2 separate regions of the Rattus norvegicus genome follow, and region 1 is linked to region 2. Evidence: chromatin contacts called from public Hi-C data. All regions are on one chromosome and are shown on one strand. The core of a region is the stretch at or near the end of the contact, and the rest is flanking DNA. Distances in the headings are between cores, read along the strand shown. Region 1 has its middle 38 kb from the start of Timm21. Region 2 has its middle 22 kb from the start of Cndp2.

Region 1 (3,842 bases), core at 13-2,512, 250 kb after region 2:
GCAGGCCAGTGTGGAATCTTTGCAAGAATTCTGCTTCCTAATGGCTTCGGTGCTGCTAGAATCTGGTGGCACGGGCTCAGGAGACAGCTCCATCAAGCAAGTGCTTACTGTGTAGGTGAGACCTGAGTGTGGTCTGTGGCACTTTCATAAGAAGCTATGTGACATGGAGCACACTTGTAATCATAGGGTTATGGAGGCAGAAACAAGCAGATTCCTGGCCAGCCTCCCCTAGTCTAGTCTTATATCCCAGTGAGAGATCCTGTCTCAAAACACGAGGTGGAGGCTTCTGAGGAGGGACAGCCAAAGCCGGCCTCCACATGTGCAAGCATACACACACCTGCACATGTACAACACACACATACACACATGTATGTACACACACACACATACCCTGAAAGAGGAGACCTGGTTGCAAATACCTTATATTTTTCATTTGTATTTAATCAAGCAAAGCCATCCCAAGTTACTATATTTACAAAGACATCATTTCTCAATCGAGCAGACTGTTCAGCCGTTCAGTTTTCAAGAGCTACAGGTGCCCTTTGAAATTTATCTGTTTTTCTCTTTGCTTATTATTTGGTTAAGATACTGGGGATGGACTTACTGGCTAAAATACTTAGAAGTCAAATATTTATAATTGCGTCATCCCTCAAGTTAGAAAAGGAATTTTACTCAATGAATGGCCTGTGAGCAAAAGGTCAGAGCAAATCGAGAGGAGAGGATTCTTCCATGTTCGTTTATGGTGTGTGTGTGTGTGTGTGTGTGTGTGTGTGTGTGTGTGTGTGTGTGTGTGTGTTCATCTGTACACCCACCCATCCATCCACATGTATGCATGTGTGTGTGTGTGTGTTTGTATTTTAAATCCAAGCAATAAAGGCAACAAAAAGATGTGCATGCTGTTTACACATGGCCATCTGGAAAGGTGGCTTTTGCTCCATTTTTGGAGTACTGCGGTCTTCTGACTGACAGAGAGGTGGGCTGTGGGAAGCTAGAGTGGTCATAACCTTGACCATGTCCAAAGCCCGGTTCTCTCAACCTTTCGTTTCATAAAACACCCTTCAAGGCTTGTTTACACCGTGTTTGGCATGTAAGGAACTGTGAGTGTGGGGCGGCTCCATATCTGATCACCTGGGGACGGTGATGTTGGTCATATTGTTAATCAAAGTCTAGCTGACTGTATCTGACACATGCAGAAGCAGTGAGCAGGGCTGTGCACCCAGAGAGAGGGCAGAGGCGGGTCTCTGTTGATTCTGAAGGCGGTGCCTTGCCAGTTAGGGATTGTGGTGCTCTTAGGGAGTGTACTGTGCCCTTGGGATTCTGCATAGTAAGAGGGTAGGTAGGGCTCCCAGAGCACACTGTCCTAATTTTATATTTTTGGTTGTGAGCCTATCCTTTAACGGCTGAGCCATCTCTCCAGCCCACACTGTCCTAATTTTAAGGTAATGACACTGAGGGAGATCTAAAATCAGTTGCTCTTTAAGGAAACACACACACACACACACACACACACACACACACACACACACGAGCAAATGCTCAAATGCACACATGCTCGATCACACTTGCACACTCACAGACACGTTGTAAGACATATGGATCCTGGCTATGCTGGGCAGTGGTAAGAACTGGTGATCACCTCTGTGCCTCATTGTGACTGAGAAGAAAGGTTTCAATGACCTCAATTATTCTTATGGGCAAACCTGAGTTTCTATGAAGCTCATTAACCTGTCCAGCACTGATAGAGAGAATGGGTTCAGTTTTCCTTCTCTCTAGATTCTCATAACTTATCCAAATATCTGAAATACCCAGGCATGCCTGCTATGGATGGATCTCAAATGCTCTCCTGAGGCTGTTACTCCATATTCTTAACCCAAATTCACACACATATCTGCCACACCTTTCCTGCCATGATGTGCCTTCGTTGTCACAAGCAAAGCAGCAGGGCTACTTGAGCATGGGCTGATAAATGTCTACTCTGTTTCCTGATTAATACCTAGTTCCTCTCTCTCTCTCTCTCTCTCTCTCTCTCTCTCTCTCTTTCTCTCTCTCTCTCTCCTCCCTCTATCTCCCCCCTCTCTCTCCCCTCCCTCTCTCTCCCCTCCCTTTTCTTTCTTTCTCTTCCTCTCTCCCCCTCTCCCTCTCTCTCCCCTCCTCTTTCTCCCTCCCTCTACCTCCTTTCCCTCTCCTCCTCTCTCTCCTCCTCTCTCTCTTTCTCTCTCTCTTCCTCTCTTTTTCCCTCCCTCCCTTCCTCCTTTTCTTCATTTCTTTCTTTTTATAAATTTAACTTTTTCACTTATTTACTTTACATCCACACACTGCCCCTTTCTGGTCACCCCTCCCACAATCCTTCCCCCTCCCCCTCCCTCATCCCCTTCTCCTCTGAGCAGGTGGGAGCCCCCTAGGTATCCATCCCCCATCCTGGCACTTCAAGTCTCTTCGAGGCTAGGTGCTTCCTCTCCCACCGAGGCAGGACAAGGCAGCCCAGCTAGTAGAACATATCCCACCTACAGGCAACAGCTTCTGGGAGAGCCCCCACCCCTGTTTCGTTGCTTGGGACCCACATGAAGACCAAGTGGCACATCTGCTACATACGTGCGGGAGACCTAGGTCCCGCCCGTGCATGTTCTTTGGTTGGTGCAGACTCTGAGATTCCATCATACATCCCTCAGAATGGCTAAGATCAAAAACTCAAGCGAGAGCACATGCTGGTGAGGATATGGAACAGGGGGGAAAGTTCTGCAATGCTGGTGGGAGTGCAAATTTGCACAACCACTTTGGAAATCAATTTGGCAGTTTCTCAGAAAACTGGGACTAGTTCTACCTGAAGACCCAGCTATACCACTCCTGGGCATATACTCAAAAGATGCCCCACCATTCCACAAAGACACTTGCTCCATTATGTTCATAGACGCTTTATTCGTTTATAGTTCCAGGAACTGGAAACAGCCTAGATGTCGCCTCTTTGTTTCTTAAAGAACTTGTCATCTATTTGGGGGAGCAGCCCTTCCCACTGCCACGATTCTGATTGTGAGGCTTTAGCAGAGCTGTGGGAGAACTTTGCATGGCGTGGGCTGCGGGACTCTGTTTCTAAGGATAGACAGGAGCTGGCTGCAGTGAGAGAGAAGACACACGTGCAGGGAGGTCGCTGGTAGCTTCAAGGCTTTTTCCTGGTATCCTTCAGAATAGCTGCATCTGTGACCTTCTTACGTCTGGTTTATCAGCCCTTTTCAAAATCCCAAGGCTGATACCATTTTTTTTTAAATGCATAGTTTGACTGAATTGGGTTTCTGATGCTTGAAGCTAAAAATCTGAATAGATATAAGATTGATTTCCTAGACACCATGTTAACAGCTGGTTACCGAATTATAACCACACGCCTGTCTACTGTTGGGCCTGATATGGAGAAGTAGTGATCACACCGTGAGAATGGGTCTGAGAGATCCCTGAGGAGACGGCTGTGCTCACCCCACCGTGGGCATCTCTAGACCTGGGTCACATGAGCCTCTCTTTGATCAAGTGCACATTGTGAGCTGTCCAGTCCCATCTTCTTCAGGGGCAGTGACTCTCCTTGCACCACCCTATGTATATACCCCTGAGTGAGGTAGCATCTTTCTTCATTTGGACACAGGGAACCTGAAGACACGTTTGTTTTTGTGCCTGTCAACTTCTTGTCATTGAAGCTAATTGCTTTCTGAGCACACCTAAGGAAGCATTAGGCTCATCTCTCTTGCGTGGCTGATACGGAAATATCGCCAGCATATGGAAACTCTTTCTCATAGTATGTAACTCCTGCCCTTGCCTTCCCAGATCCGCCTATTCTAATTAGAACACAGAAAAGTTTA
Region 2 (3,627 bases), core at 211-2,710:
GATGCAGTCACCACCCTAGGAAAGAACTTGGAGACGTAGATTATCAACAATGATCACCATCCTTAGAAAGAATTTGGAAAAACAAAATTGTTAGTGCAGCTAGGTTACAATGTTTTTTGCTATTGGCTCTGATGTAGAAAATCTTGGGAACAATTTGAAATTTAGAAAAAGCACATTCTTAATAGTTAAGCCAGGGACTTCTTAAGATCAGGGAACAAGAACAATGGCAGCACTGGCTGACTCTCATTAAGGCTGGACTGGTGATGATTGATTTCTCATATCCATTTTTGCCCTCAGCTTCTTGATGTGGTTTAATAAAAGTTACTGATGAGTAGATATTTCTGAGGATTTAAAATAAATATGACTGATTTTTATATAAAAGTCTAGATTTGTGATTCTTTTAAGATTCTCATGAGATTATTTTTTAAAGATAAATTATAATTAATCCTTTCTTTTTAACCACAAATTGTTACCTGTCAGTAGGAGAAACTGGCTGAAAAAGCTATCTTTCCTGCTTATATTTTGTTAATCTATAACCAGTTGCTTAGTTACGAACGCCTGTATTATTATGAATACTTTACCTGTTCTATGTAATGTTATTCTTGTAACGGTATTGGGGAACATTTTTTTTTCATAGTCATTCACTAGAACAAAACTAGAACATAATCACCTTATAATTTTATACTGCTTGAAAGATTTTGCTGAGATACATAAGCTGTGGTAGAAAAAATAAACTTGTTGGAATTTTGTCCCACCTACCTGTTAAGGCCTGTTAAGGTATAAGTTACCTAGCTAGCCTGCCAATATAAGGAAACTTCTCATATGTTTCTAGGTAACTTTCTAATGTCAAGTTGATTACATATTGTTTGTTATGTTTTGTGCTCTTGGAAACCAATCATGATAGAAGTTACCCACTTCTACAGTTTTATATAGTTGCCCACAATAAGCTTGGACCCGAACCCATCACCCAATTGCACTTCCTGCACCTGTACAGCTTTTATGGTATAAACTGCCCCTTAGACGGACCCCAACATAAAAAAGACGCCTGCACTGATCGATATAAGAAACTATTTGGAATACGACTTCTGTTTTGAGTAAGGGTTGAATAAAGTTTATGTTCCCAAGACCTCCCTGGGAACTGACACCCTACTTGGCAGAAAGAGACATGCACGTGGGTAACTGACATCCTGCTTGGCAAGTTAAGCCCTGAAAGTTAGACAAGTCCCATTCTGGAAGACAAGTTAGAAACATGGATATTAGACAAGGTAAGTCCTCTGTCACAGTTGAATGGGAGCAGGATAAGTGTATAGCAAAGACATGTTCCTAAGGAAATCCCTATTCCTAAATCCTGATTGGTGGAATAACTTGGCACAGATGTTTGTAGATCTCAAGCTTAAAACGCCCCGTGGGACCTTAACCCAAGGTCACAGTTCAGTTCCAGAATCTGGACTGTGGCCCTGGTCGATAAATCCTGCCCGTGCACATGCTCAATAAACTGTCCTTGTCTGACTGAGATCCGTGTTTGTGTGGTTTGTAAGGTGATTCCTGGACCCCAACACATCAAATCTATATGTATGTATGTATGTATGTATGTATGTATGTATGTATGCATGCATGCATATGTATAAAGTTTGTGTGGGAGTAAACTGAAACTTTGTTCCATCCATCAAATCTGTATTTGTGTATATATTATAAAGTTTGTGTGTGTGTGTGTGTGTGTGTGTGTGTGTGTGTGTGTGTGTGTGTGTGAAATGCTTGGAACATGGTTGGAACTTTATTCTCTCCACCCACCAGGTATGTGTATATATGTGCATATGTGCATCTGTGTATACATGTATATACATGTATGTACGAGCCTGTTTGCAAGAGCTTTGCTCCATCCCTTTTATGTGTGAACATGTATGTATCTGTCCATCTGTCTGTCTGTATATATGTATGTAAACATGTATATATGTATCTGTAGGTATGAAGTTGCTGGAGCCTGCTTTTGCTTCATTCATTCATTCATTCATTCATTCAGTGTGTGTGTGTGTGTGTGTGTGTGTGTGTGTGTGTGTGTCTGTCTGTCTGTCTGTCTGTGTGAAATAGGGTAAGGTAGAAAAGACCAATTATTAGATACTGATGTGTTCATTTAATGACTTATTTAATGCACTGTTTCTAGTGCCTATTTGCCAACCATGACTCCACTTGCTACCTAGAACAGAAAAACCTGGAAAAAAAACCTGAAACAGTGCAACATGCTTAACAACATGGTGAGTGCCACGTTCTCACCTATAAAATCTGGCTGGCCCATCAGTGTGACCTTATAGTTTTAGAGTATGAGAATGTAAACTGGATCCAGGTTTGAACCCTTTCAGAAGCTGTCCTGGCTTTGGTCCATGTCAGGGTACTCTGAAGTCACAGAACATATGGGATAAATATCTTTGTATACTAAGGGAATTTATTGGAATGACTTACAGTCTGCAGTCCAACTAACCAATCGATGAGCAGCTATAAATGGGAAGTTGAAGAATCAGCCCACGAGGCTGGGTGTTCAGCTGATGTTCTATACAAGTGGAATCCTGAAGAAGTAGGCTCTGGTAGATGTACTGGCAAGTAAGTGCAAGCACGTGAAGAAGCCTTCCTTCTTCCATGGTCCCTATGTAGGCCTCCAGCAGAAGGTATGGCCCAGATTAAAGGTGTGCACCACCATGCTGGGACCTAAGCTGTTCTTTACTTGGAACTTGATCCGTCCCTGGCTGGCCTTGAATTCAGAGATCTGCAAGCCTCTGTCTCCTGGAATTAAAGGCATGTGCCATTTTGCCTGGGTCTAAGCTTTTCATAGCCACTATGCCTCAAGATCTGGATCAAAAGTGTGTGTCATCCCATGTCAAGATCCAGATCAAAAGCCTGTGTCTTCCAGCCTCAAGGTCTGGATCACAGGTGTGCCCTCCATTTCTGGATTGTAGTTCATTCCGAATGCAGTCAGGCTGACATCTGGGAATAGCCATCACAGTCCACCAGTGACATCTCTCTCCACTCTTGTTGGGGTCAGAACGCTTATTCCCAAAAGATTTCCACATCACTGTCCTAGTCGGAGTTTCTGTTGCTGAGATAAAACACTTGGCCAAAGGCCACTTGGGGAGGAAAGTTGTTTCATCTTAAACTTCCTAGTTCATCAGTGAGGGAAGTCAGAGCAGGAACCGAGCAAAGATCATGGAGGAGTGTTGCTTCTTGGCTTGCTCAGCCTTTTTTTATATCATCCACAATCACCTACCCAGGGGTGGCACCGTCCACAGTGGGCTGGGCTCTCCCGCATCAATCATTAATTAAGAAAGTGCCCCACAGGCTTGCCCTCAGCCAATATGGTGGGGGCGTTTTCCCAACTGGGGTTCCTTCTTCCTGTATGATTCTAGCTTATATCAAGTTGATGATAGAACTAAATAGGACACTTTATTTAATTAATTACTGGGCAGGTTCTCACTGTGTAGCCCGGACTGTTTTCAAACTTGCAAAGGCCCATCTATTTCTGCCTCCTGAGTGAGGAGATTAAAGGTATACCACAATACCCAGCTACTTTATCATGTAAATGTGTGTGAGGCTGTGTGCCTGTGTGCACATGTATGTGCACAGTTGTGAGTGGGTGTC

The links. A called contact is a pair of places that touch in the nucleus more often than the background predicts.
Region 1: a contact with region 2 is called in a Hi-C map of liver, with 2.6 times the contacts expected there. The contact joins two enhancer-like sites. A contact is called at or near these places in 7 of 12 Hi-C or Micro-C datasets (the A7r5 cell line, Schwann cells, hepatocytes and 3 more).

Annotation. Positions count from the first base shown.
Region 1 is chr18:80,554,254-80,558,095 of GRCr8, forward strand. No RefSeq gene overlaps it. Among named protein-coding and RNA genes, the nearest start is that of Timm21, 38 kb to the right of the region's middle. Within about 2 kb of position 1,263, at least 2 of the 93 cell types and tissues checked have an H3K27ac peak or open chromatin away from gene starts, as enhancers often do. A contact at or near this core is called in liver, where this site is marked.
Region 2 is chr18:80,308,096-80,311,722 of GRCr8, forward strand. No RefSeq gene overlaps it. Among named protein-coding and RNA genes, the nearest start is that of Cndp2, 22 kb to the right of the region's middle. Within about 2 kb of position 1,461, at least 1 of the 93 cell types and tissues checked has an H3K27ac peak or open chromatin away from gene starts, as enhancers often do. A contact at or near this core is called in liver, where this site is marked.